Regions from separate parts of the Mus musculus genome. Here region 1 is linked to region 2. Evidence: chromatin contacts called from public Hi-C data. All regions are on one chromosome and are shown on one strand. The core of a region is the stretch at or near the end of the contact, and the rest is flanking DNA. Distances in the headings are between cores, read along the strand shown.

The links. Hi-C and Micro-C count contacts between places; a contact is called where the count stands out from the background.
Region 1: a contact with region 2 is called in a Hi-C map of bone marrow-derived macrophages, with 27 read pairs. The contact joins two enhancer-like sites. A contact is called at or near these places in 10 of 39 promoter capture datasets (the C10 cell line, the HPC-7 cell line, cranial neural crest and 7 more), 4 of 15 datasets of contacts at CTCF or cohesin (CD8 T cells, the NIH/3T3 cell line, embryonic stem cells and 1 more), 33 of 484 Hi-C or Micro-C datasets (the 3T3-L1 cell line, the AtT-20 cell line, B cells and 21 more), 14 of 115 datasets of contacts at active chromatin or transcription factors (the 230-238 cell line, acute myeloid leukemia, bone marrow-derived macrophages and 7 more) and 1 of 9 other capture datasets (embryonic stem cells).

Annotation. Positions count from the first base shown.
Region 1 is chr5:105,845,232-105,851,402 of GRCm38.p6, reverse strand. No RefSeq gene overlaps it. Among named protein-coding and RNA genes, the nearest start is that of Zfp326, 28 kb to the left of the region's middle. Within about 2 kb of position 1,957, at least 23 of the 459 cell types and tissues checked have an H3K27ac peak or open chromatin away from gene starts, as enhancers often do. A contact at or near this core is called in bone marrow-derived macrophages, where this site is marked.
Region 2 is chr5:105,660,616-105,667,035 of GRCm38.p6, reverse strand. It overlaps Gm32276 (a long non-coding RNA gene), which reads right to left. Exons shown (of 5, transcript XR_389458.3): 5 at 4,605-4,754. Among named protein-coding and RNA genes, the nearest start is that of Gm32276, 13 kb to the right of the region's middle. Within about 2 kb of position 4,900, at least 43 of the 459 cell types and tissues checked have an H3K27ac peak or open chromatin away from gene starts, as enhancers often do. A contact at or near this core is called in bone marrow-derived macrophages, where this site is marked.

The sequences.
Region 1 (6,171 bases), core at 708-3,207, 190 kb before region 2:
GCATGCTGCAGGCTGTGAGTACCAGCATCTGGGTGCATGCTGCAGGCTGTGAGTACCAGCATCTGGGTGCATGCTGCAGCCTGTGAGTACCAGCATCTGGGTGCATGCTGCAGCCTGTGAGTACCAGCATCTGGGTGCATGCTGCAGCCTGTGAGTACCAGCATCTGGGTGCATGCTGCAGCCTGTGAGTACCAGCATCTGGGTGCATGCTGCAGGCTGTGAGTACCAGCATCTGGGTGCATGCTGCAGGCTGTGAGTACCAGCATCTGGGTGCATGCTGCAGGCTGTGAGTACCAGCATCTGGGTGCATGCTGCAGGCTGTGAGTACCAGCATCTGGGTGCATGCTGCAGCCTGTGAGTACCAGCATCTGGGTGCATGCTGCAGCCTGTGAGTACCAGCATCTGGGTGCATGCTGCAGCCTGTGAGTACCAGCATCTGGGTGCATGCTGCAGGCTGTGAGTACCAGCATCTGGGTGCATGCTGCAGCCTGTGAGTACCAGCATCTGGGTGCATGCTGCAGGCTGTGAGTACCAGCATCTGGGTGCATGCTGCAGGCTGTGAGTACCAGCATCTGGGTGCATGCTGCAAGCTGTGAGTACCAGCATCTGGGTGCATGCTGCAGCCTGTGAGTACCAGCATCTGGGTGCATGCTGCAGGCTGTGAGTACCAGCATCTGGGTGCATGCTGCAGGCTGTGAGTACCAGCATCTGGGTGCATGCTGCAAGCTGTGAGTACCAGCATCTGGGTGCATGCTGCAAGCTGTGAGTACCGGGAACACAGATGTCAAACACCACCCACAACAGGATCTATCTTCGCAGCTGTGTGCGAAGGGTTGGAGTTCAGACCAGGGTGGACTTTCCCACGTTGGGAAGCCAGTGGAAACAAATCTCTTCGAAAGCATTCTGAGTCAATGAGTCTCCACCTCATTCTATTCAGTCCCTTTTTGCCATAATTGCTTTGGAGACGCTCTTTTGCCATCATGAAATAAAATATTTAGCCTCTATTACACACTTATGCACATATGTTACACACACACATACATATATACATTACACACATACGCACATCTGTTACTCACATTTGCACATACGTTAGGGGAAAACACACCATCTAGGATGACCAACAGTCCTAGTTTGCTTAGGACTGAGGTTTGCTGGAACACAGGACTTTCATTTAAGCTGACACTACAATATAAAGGGGGAACTAATGAAGAGTAATTAAAATCAATTACCATGTACAAGAAACCCTTGGCTGGGTTACCTTAGTGGACTCACTGAAATAGCCAGTGGATGGACCAGAAGTGCCCAGACAAAGGATCTTCCAAGTGTCTGAGACTTTCTTGAAGACATAAATTACACAGAGCTACTTTATCTATAGGAAAAGTGAAAATTTTGAGGGAACACATACCAACCACTTCCTACATGTAGACCAGAAGAAAATAAATAAATAAATTTCCAGGCAATCTCACTTCAGGGTTGATTCTGAGGAACTTGGAGGGCCCTGCCCTTTCATAGGGGTTGAGTCTTTGGAAATTGGCCAACATGTGTAGCAGAGAGCCCAGGCAGTCACAATATGGGTTTGTTTAGTCCTCTCCAACTGCTTGGAGATACCCCGCCCTCAGTAAGCACTCGGGTGCATTGAGTCTGGCTGTGGGAAAAGGTACCAGACAGAATGGGGAGTTGGAAGTCGGGCTGACAGGGGTCTAAATCCCACCTAGCAAAGGCTAAGTCTTCAGACACTTTGAAGAGCTTGCCTGGTGCTTCAGTGTCCCACTTTTGAAGAATATCTGTGACACTGTAAGGAATACAGAACGCAGAACACCTTGCAGAGGCTGCATGACAGCTGTTTCTTTATTGTTATGTAGCAAAGCAGCAATTACCGCTAAGCAGAGGAAGTGGGGTGGGGGGGACACACACATTTCCAGTGGCCTACTTCCTGGAGAAAATAGATACCAGAGACAAGAGGAGGACTCAATAGTGACTAACTCAGGAGGATCCAACACTGGAGTCACAGTGCAGGATGAGGTCACCTGGGTTTGTCATTGGTGACAGGTGGCCTTGGTGCTGCACTACTGTAGCACTACTGAGTAGCTCAGAGGGAGTTTCATATTCAGAAAGCCTGGGTTCCCGTCTCAAGTATCCTTCTCGTCAGTAAGCTGGGAGGGAAAAAAGATCACTTCATTTCTCAGGATCTTTATAAGTACGAGTTTAATAATACCAGTTTATTATGACATTGAATGAGACATGGAAGACGCCTTGTTCTCAGCCAGACTCCAACACGGCCACCCTTAACTAACCGAAAGCTGTGACACCAGCATTGGAAGAGACTCGTTTGGGAGAATCCCTTCTCTGAGAAGACTTTTAAAAGCATCTACACCCCTCTCCCATATAAAGTCCCAACAGAACCAAAGTATGACTCCATCCAAGTTTGCTCTGGGGAACCAACGAGTTAATCGGACTACTTACAGAGTAGGGTCACAGGCAGAAGCATGGACGACCCTAGTGCAGTCCCACGGGAAAGCATTCACCCAGCATCCCTGATGGCTTCCCCATTATCCTCCCTCAGCCCATATGCTTCAGTGGCTGTTGTGTAATTAGGGCAGAACTTCACACAAATGGCTGTGAGGAGTGGCTAGAGTCCCAGGTGAGGGTCTAGTGACCCTCCGCAACTCCTCCTTCTCTGAAAGAGGGTCAGTGGTCATAAGACCTGCTCTTGGTGGCCTCTTTTAAGCACGGCTTACATGATGAAGACCCTAAAAGGTCTGATGAAGATGGATACAGTTCTGCCTAGAGAGCCACATACCACGACAGGCCTGAGCAATGTGAGCTTCAGTTCCTAGTGTTTCAGCCATGCCAGGGAGTTTCTGCCAGGGTTACAGGTAATATCCAAAAGTATTTCCATTCATTACACAGTGTCATCTTCACTGTGAGCCCCATGCTGACAGAGCTAGCCAGTTCAGAAACATGGCTGGTTGCCCTAACACAGAAAGGGTAAGACTATACCAGGCATCCTGACCTGCACCAGCCTGCAGTGTTTCTACACATATTCTTTCTGCCAGAGCAAATGATGTGGTACCTACCGCCTTCAACAGGTGGGAAATGAGGATTTCCAACAGGCTCTGCAGCAGCTCATTTTGTAGAATATACGGCTAGCATTCATGAGTCCTGGTGTTCCAGCCCCGGTGTTTCATAAACTGGGCATAGGGTCACACAACTCTAATTACAGATTTCTCTAGGGTAAGTAGAGACTGGAATGTATCCTCAAATTCAAAGCCAATTTGGATTCTACCAAAAAAAAAAAAAAAAGACCGTAGGTTGAGATATTTATGGACAGCCACAATGACTTCAGGTAGCAAAGACTTGAGAATGATTCAATCGTCTGTTTTCCCAGAGAAAGACTTGTTATGAATCAGCTTGTTGAGAACTGGCACTTTACCAAGGATATGTTTTCTTTTCTTAACGAAAATAAATTATTAGCAAATAGTCTTGCTGAGTTGCTGCCGTTTCCACCATGGTTTCCGTGGCCTTGCCTCTGCCGAGCGACAGCTGAGGCCTTCTCTTTACTACGAAGATTACCTTCTCTTGGTCAGAAAGCTGTGCTTACTTTGGTCTTTTCCCATTCCCATTTGGCCCACAGAATGGAAGACTCCAGCAGAAGTTATAGATTTGGAGCAGGCATGGTGGTACAGGCCTATAACCCCAGCAACTGAGAGGGTGTATGTATCAGGAATTCACAACCTCCCGGTGAGTTTAAGGAAGGACAGGTTGGTGGGCTACATAATACCCTCAAAAAAACAAAAACAAAAACAAAGGGGAAAATGGCATTTGAAATGGCCAGTGTTTTTGTGTTGTTGTTGTTTGTTTTTGTTTTTGTTATTTTAACTTTTAATGATCTAGAACTCATTCTATTGTCCAGGCTGGCCTCAAACTTGGAGGGATCATAGGCTTGAGCCATGACACCCAGCATTTCTTTACCATCTTTTAACATGTGGATTGATTTTCTACAGGGAGCCTTCTGTAAGCCCAGTGTGGGGTCAGGCACCAACCGTCTGATGTCACTGGGATAAAAGAACAACAGACATACTATTACTCATGGTTCCACGAGCAAGGGATTTTGGGCTCACTTAGCGGACCACTTTGGCATAGCAACAGTAATAACATCATCCAGGGATTATTGCTGTGGTTGTCACAGCAACAGTAATAATGTCATCCAGGGATGCAGTATCTGCCGGCCTGACTGAGTATGAAAGGTCTGCTCCCTAGGATTCTCCCTCACATGCTGGAAACAACACTGACGATGGAGGACTTCCCCTACAGAAGTGACCCAAAGGAAGAGCAGCTGTAGAGTCCTCAGGGCAAACTCAGAGTCACACCATGTCCCTTCTGCAGTACTCACCTGCCACAGAGCCGCAAGGGGGGTGATCACCAGGGGCAAGGATCGCTGAGGTATCCCGAGGGGCTACCAAGGAAGTAGGACAAGAGTTCTCTCAATGTAGCAGAAGACCCTCCCAGGAAAAAAGGTTGGAGGTGATGGTGATGGTGATGGAGGTGATAGCTCTGCTTTTCTGCTGCTCACAACCTAGCATCTAAGACAATTTCTAGCATGTAAAGGTGTCTCAATAGAAGGTTCTGTAATAAATAGACAGGAAAGCCTTTTTTAGATGTCTCTGTGAAATTGACAAACATGTATCTTTTCAGTTTCAAAGAAAGCAGCCCAATGGCTTGTAAACATTTTCTTACATCGTGGATATGGTAATTGCCGAGAAAAGAGTAAGACCTACTAAGCTTCCTCCAACTCAGCTTATTCTTATCAGAGCCTTTCTGAGTCCTGGTTCTCCACTCCATAAAGCCAGAGATTTGCATTAAATGATACCAAAAGCACTTCCAGGATGAATGTCTTGATACTATTTGTGCTGTTTGACCTCAACTTGAATTTCACTATATACCTAACACTAGACTTAGAGAAAACTATTTTTGATCTATACTCTGCTAGAAAATATATTATATCTAAAGTCTGATCTGTACCATCGACTGTTCTAGATGTGCCAGGCTTGGGGCTGAGCTGTATGGGCAGGACATGAAGATTCGAGAGTTCTCCTAAGAATTACTCTAATGGAAATTTGGTTGGAAAACAAGTATTTTTTAAAAAATATTTTTAAAGATTCATATATGCAAGTACACTGTAGCTGTCTTCAGACAATCCAGAAGAGGGAGTCAGATCTTGTTTCGAATGGTTGTGAGCCACCACGTGGTTGCTGGGATTTGAACTCCGAACCTTCGGAAAAGCAGTCGTGCTCTTACCCACTGAGCCATCTCACCAACCTGGAAAGTAAGTATTTTAAGACTTAGGGGAGAAAGGCAATTTTGAAAATGGTTTCTTGGATACCTGTTAAATTATGTGATTTCAGCATTCTGTTTTCTCGTGTCTGAGAATGCAAGAGATCAGGCTGGAAGCAGGAAGAGCACATGCAAGCTAGGTGTGCAGTGATGGCCTAGAGAACCGCCCACGTGTCATGGGGCACAGAACAGTTCTCTGGGTGTTGCCCAGCCATGAGGAAGATAAAATGGGCACTTTCACCCTCGAGAGACCAGGGTGGCTAGAGACACAGCTTAGTGGTACAATACGTGCCTGGCACTCATAAGGTCGGGAGTTCTATCCCGGCCACCACAAGAGAACAAACCCAGAGGCCAGCAAAATGGCTCAGTAGGTAAAGGCACCTGCTGCCAAGCCTGACAACCCAAGCTCAATCCCCAAGACTCAGCTAATGAAAGGGAACTGACTCCTGCTCCTTCAGATTGTCCTCAGATCTCCCCAGGCATTCTCTCTCTCTCTCTCTCTCTCTCTCTCTCCCTCTCTCTCTCTCAAAAAATAAACAAATGTTTAGTTTAAAATACAACTAGAAATTTATTGAGGGGAATAGATATCATATCAATTCTGTGTCTATATGCATATATATTCCTGTTGAGCATGTGCATGGGGGCGGTGTGTGTGTGTATATATGTGTGTGTATATATATTTGTGTATGCATGTGTGTGTATGTATGTATTTGTATGTGTGTATGTGTGTGTGTGTGTATACTTGTGGAAGCCAGGGGTCACATCAGATATCTTTTAAAAATATTTATTTATTTTATGCACATGAGTGCACTGTAGCTGTCTTCAGACATACCA
Region 2 (6,420 bases), core at 3,651-6,150:
TTAAAACATTTATTTCATGTGTATGGCCCATGGGTGCCTGATGCCTGAGGAGGCCAGAAGAGGGCATCAGATCTACCAGAACTGGAGTGACGGCTGGTTGTTAGCTGCTGTGTGGGTGCCGAGAATTAAACCTGGGTCCCCTGGAAGAGCAACTGATACTCTTTCTTTTTTTGTTTGTTTGTTTTTTTTGAGACAGGGTTTCTCTGTATAGCCCTGGCTGTCCTGGAACTCACTCTGTAGACCAGGCTGGCCTCGAACTCAGAAATCTGCCTGCCTCTGCCTCCCGAGTGCTGGGATTAAAGGCGTGCGCCACCACACACACAGAACCATCTCTAGAACTTAACCTCTGTTATTTTGTTTCTTGGGGTACATGTATGTTTGTTGGGTGCCGAGGATGCATGCCCTGAACATTCCTGTTTTGACCACTATTAGTAAGGGTAGTGGCCGTCAGATCTCATTATAATCTTCTTTGAAATTATCCACTTAAATACTTGTGTGATGCTTTTCTTTTTAAGTTGCGACTCTTATTTATTTTTGTGTGTATTGTGTAGGGGGAACAATATTTCTAAATACTCCGAGGAGAGCATACTATAGACAATAATATATATAATATACATTTATTCTTTTTTTTTTTTTTTTTTAGCTCTTGACTAACACATCTGTCTTTGCCATACTGTTGCTAATCTAATTCAGTATTGAAAACCTTTTGGAACGGCACACATTACCAAGGACTGGTTTCTAACTTGGAATGGCACATGTTACCCACCCATTTTCTTTCTTTTCCTACATGACTTTTATGTAGGATTTTATTGTTCATCTATTCTCAAGACCCGAGATGAGCCAGACAAGCAGCCTCACTCCTGTATATACCCAGGTCTTGATTGGTTGTTTCAAGCATTTAATCTGGATGAGAGTATATTGTGAAGTGTGAGGATGCTGTCTGATGTCACCTGCTCACCTCAGCTGCTTTCTCACCTCAGTCCCAGCTCATCACATCCCTGTTTCACAGACTGATGGTGGATGTGTCTAGCCACTTAGGTCTCTACATATGCACTGAAAAAAAATATAGTTTCTTTCATTCTCATCGGTTTTGAGACAGGGTTTCTTTGTGTCACTTTGGCTGTCCTGGAACTTGCTCTGTAGACCAGGTAGCCTCAAACTCATAGAGATCCACCTGCTTCTGCCCCATGCTTGCTGGATTTAAAGGCTCGTGCCATCATCGTCGGGCAAAACCTAGTCTTACTTCAAATATCATGTAGGATTGGGAGTGTACCTTTTCCATTTAATGTATTTATTCTTTCTTGATGTCATACATATACAATGCACTTTGAGCACATTCTCGATCCATCACTCTCCCTTGGGCTGTCACTTCCCTCAAAGCTTTCTGGTCTTCCCCACCAGTGACCCTCAGGCAAGTGTGTTTTTAGTGTGGCCCCTGCATTTAACCTGACTTGGCTGCATGGATGTGGATGGGAGGTATTCCCCTGAGCAAGGGCAACTTGCCATTGGCTACACCACTGAGGGATAGACCTCCCTTACCCACCAACCACTATGTTTGGCTTCCCCTGGGAAGGATGGAGGCTATATGAACTCTCTAGTATCCATGATGGAGTATGGAGTGCTGACGGGCCATCTTGTGGCTTTCTTGATGTGTGGCCATGGGTACCTCATCCATGCCATGACCAGATGATAGTGTTTGATAACAGAGACAAAACTCTTTTGTGGTTGGGAGCCTAGCCCCATCTCCGCAGCCCTGACACAACTCTTTTTTGTTTGTTTGTTTGTTTTTTAAAGATTTTTAAAAAAAATCATTTATTTATTTATTTAATGTATATGAGTACACTGTAGCTGTCTTCAGACACACCAGAAGAGGGTGTTAGATCCCATTACAGATGGTTGTAACCCACCATGCAGTTGCTGGAAATTGAACTTAGGACCTCTGGAAGAGCAGTCAGTGCTCTTAACCACAGAGCCATCTCCCCAACCCCAACACAACTCTTAATATGTTCCTTCCTTCCTTTCTTTCTTTCTTTCTTTCTTTCTTTCTTTCTTTCTTTCTTTCTTTCTTTCTTTCTTTCTTCCTTCCTTCCTTCCTTCCTTCCTTCCTTCCTTCCTTCTTTCTTTTCTTTTCTTTTTTTCTTTTTTTTTTTTTTTTTGGTTTTTCGAGACAGGGTTTCTCTTTGTAGCCTTGGGTGTCCTGGAACTCACTTTGTAGACCAGGCTGGCCTCGAACTCAGAAATCAACCTGCCTCTGCCTCCCAGGTGCTGGGATTAAAGGCATGTGCCACCACGCCCGGCTCAACCGCTCTACTCTTGAGCTACATACATACATACATACATACTACATACATCCCTTGTCTCCTAGGTTTTGTCTGAGCCTGCATCAACATGACAATGGTTAAACTTTCACCCATGTTTCAAAAACAACAACAACAACAACAACAACACCCCTCTGCTTAAATAATCCCTCATTCTTTTCAATTCTTTCCCCCCATATAGATGGTATCTTAGCAACTGGTTATATCTTTAATCAGCAATCAAAAACATTCTACTTGGTTTTCAATGATTTTCCTCCCCTTGGACAACCTGTTTTTGCTTTAGGACTCAAACAGTGATATAGACACTGGTGACAACCCTTCCATCTAGTCATTAGGGAGATTCATGTTAGAAGAAAACTTCCACGAGTCTGTAACAGTCTTAAGGAGCTTCTATCTGGTGTTGATTGGTTATCCTCTATCACTTACTTCTGTTGTTGATTGAGCATCCTCTGTTACTTCTATGTGTATTGATTACCCTCTATCATGCATCTGGATGCTTCCCAGAGAAAGCACAATGTTTTAGATTTAGTTCAAACTGTGTCCTGGGAAAACCTCACCAGATCTATATACTAACAGGAACCCTGTGAACCTATTAGCAAGAGATTTTTAAAAAGCAAATTAGTTGAGCCAGGGGACATACCCAAGGCTCTTCTGCATGGTAGGAAAGGGTTCTGCTACTGAACTGCACACCAGTACCCAGATATTCAAAATGTTTAATTGAGGCACAATATTTAAATAGTAAAGTATGCAATTCATGTATAAATTTGATGAATTCACACACACACACACACACACACACACACACACACACACACACACACGGTCATAGCCTACATCACGATATGAATTTTACTTTAGCATTATTCCTCTCAAAGCTTCCTTGTCTCGTTTGTGCCCTTTCCTGATAACTATCCCATCCCAGAAACCACTGGTGTCTGTGATAGTAGATTCCCCGATTCCTCAACTTTATAATAAAGAGAACCAGAGTATGTTGTCTTGTGTCTGGACTCCTTCCTTGTCATCAGTGAGATATGTCCATGTTGCCTCGGATACTGCATTCTTTTTTAAAAAATGGTTGCTTCTTATTCCAGTGTCTCCACATGTCATGAATTATCTATTTGTTCTGCTGTTGATAGACTCTCAGATTGTTTATCTATTTTTTAAAAGTTTTTAACATTTATTTTATGTACATGAGTGTTCTGTTTTCAGACACACTAGAAGAGGGCATCGGATCCTATTGAGGGCTACCATGTGGTTGCAGGGAATTGAACTCAGGATCTCTGGATGAACAGCCAGTGCTCTTAACCACTGAGACATCTCTCCAGCCCTCCACTTTTATCTATTGATGGGCACTCAGATTGTTTATGATTCTCGCCTATGTGGATAAGACTGTGTAGTTAGAAAGTTTCAGGTGTAAAAGAGCATTCAGCTGCACACAAATTCTATTATGTAGAAATTATATGATGATAGAGAGTAGAAAACCAAACTGAGCTGTCTGGGATGTTGTTTGTGAGACATCCTAAGAGAATCCTTATGCCATCCGAGGCCAGGTCAACCACAGACTGCAAACAACAACAAAAGACAGAAATTGTACGCTCATCAAAGTTAAAAAGGTTGACAAAGGATGACAACCTTCAGCACGGAGGAAGGTGTGTGCAAACCTCACATCTGATAAAGGATCTAAATCTAAATCTATAAAGGATGGCTAAAACCCAAGAGTAACAGCAAACCTCCAATAATCTAGGTCAAGTGTAAGCCAATGACTCAGCAAACATTTCGGCATGGGCTAAGCTCACAGAACTAAGATCAGCATCATCAGTCAGTAGAGAGGTAAACTGGGCCAGGGTGAGACACCACTCTTCATTTGCTAGGAAAGTTAGGAAACAGAACAAAGTGGAAAATAAGAGTTGGTGAGAATGTAGGGGACACATGACCTTCATGAGCATGGCAAATGCCAAAGCCACTGCAGGAAGCAGTTTGGTGATTTCTACAAGTTGGAGATGAAACTACCACATGACCCAGAAATTTCATTTTTGTACCCAAGAGAGAACTGGAAGTGATTTGAACAGGTATCTCGAGAGAAAAGTATGCAAGCAGCCCTCTTCTGGCTAACCACGCTGTAAACAAAGAGTGTCTATCGACAGGTGAGTGAGAGGGTGAGAAACCTGTCTGCAGGTGAATATTCAGCCATGGAAAAAAATGAATGCAGATTTTTCTGTTTTGTAATTGATTTATTTTGTTATTGTGCAAATGATATATACATAAATTCTGGTTATGCTATCCTCCACTGTCTTTTTTTCCCTTCCTTTCCCTTCCAATGACCTCCCCATCCCCACACCGGAAGTATTGTCCCCAAGCATCCGTCTGCAGGGGTGCACATGCGTCAAGTCATCCTCTCCAGACAGCTACTAGAAGAAAGTCCTTGGGACAGTCTTCCTGGTGGAGGAGAGAAAAGAAATCTTAAAATCCCAGGCCAGGTTACTCTGGGATACGTTTGTGTCCTCTGTGGCCCACAGGGGTGGGTCTGTGCGCGTAGCATCTCCCAGCATACCTAGATCATGACTTACAGAAAACCTCCCCATGCAATAACTGTTAGGGAAGTGAAACTGACCCTGAAGAACAGACACCAACAGGGCCACTTCTCTTTGTAGAAGGCTGGAGACAATCTACGTGTTCTGGGTGATGGGTCATGAGGCCCGGACATCCTGGCAGGCTGGGTGTGGGAAGGACTAAGTAAGGACAGTAGAGGTTCCTGGTTATAAGGAGAATTTCCTCCTGGCCTATTTCAAGACAGAGAGAAAGAGGACACCCTGAGGGGAAGGGGTGTCTCAGGTAATCGATTGCCAGAGATCTTGTACACCATGGCCCATCCAGGGAAGGCTCACAGGGAAAGCCTTCCGTTCATGGCTTATTTAATTGTGCACACACCCATTTTGGTTTTTTTTGTTTGTTTGTTTTGTTTTGTTTTTGTTGTTGTTGTTTTGGTTTGGTTTTTCGAGACAAGGTTTCTCTGTGTAGCCCTGGCTGTCCTGGAACTCACTCTGTAGACCAGGCTGGCCTCAAACTCAGAAATCCACCTGCCTCTGCCTCTCAAGTGCTGGGATTAAATGCGTGTGCCACCACTGGCCACGCCCATCTCTTATTCCAGAAGGCTACGTGTCTCTTCTGGTGATGAGCAGAGGGTGGTCAATCCAGATTTAATGCTACATTTTTCTTATAAGCATATTTAGACATTATAGGTTTTTTTTCCTTAAAGATTTATTTTATATATGTGAGTACATTTTCGCTATCTTCAGACACACCAGAAAAGGGCATCAGACCCAGTTACAGATGGTTGTGAGCCACCATGTGGTTGCTGGGAATTGAACTCAGGACCTCTGGAAGAGCCGTCAGTGCTCTTAACTGCTGAACCATCTCTCTAGCCTGAGACTATAGGTCTTAGATCCACACAGATCACCTCTTGTCTCTTTTTAGAAGAGTCCCACTTGCATTACAAATAAATAATGTTTGAAGACAAGATCTCATGTAGTCCAAGTTAGCCTCAAAGTCCGGATGAGGCGAGAATGGCCTTGGATTTCACACACTCTTATGCATCTTATGCTTATCTCCCAAGTGTGGGGCAACAGGCATGCACCACCACACAAGTTTATGCAGCTCTAGGGCTTGGACCCAGGGCATTGTGGGAGGCAAGCAGTCTGTGAGCTGAGCTGTATCCGCAGATTCTGTATTTATCATCATCATGCTACCTGCGAGGTTTTGAAGTGGTCATGAAAGATAATCACTGGTCTGTCTTCCACCTCAGGTTTTTTTTTTTTTTTCTTTTTTTCTAGCTGATCTTGGTAATTCTCAGTGTTTAACACAAAGGATATTAGAGAGCAACCATGAAGAATAAGGAAATGTATAAAAAGGCAGAAATCCAGAGAGATAGCTCATCACATAAACCACCTTCTATGAAAACACGATACCTTGAGTCAAATCCCCAGAACCCACACTAAGCCAGATGCATGGGTCTCACCCAGAATCCCAGCGAGTCGGAAGTGGAGACAGGAGACTCACCCTGATGGCCTGGAGTTTGGAGAATATAAGAGCCCCTATGTCACCA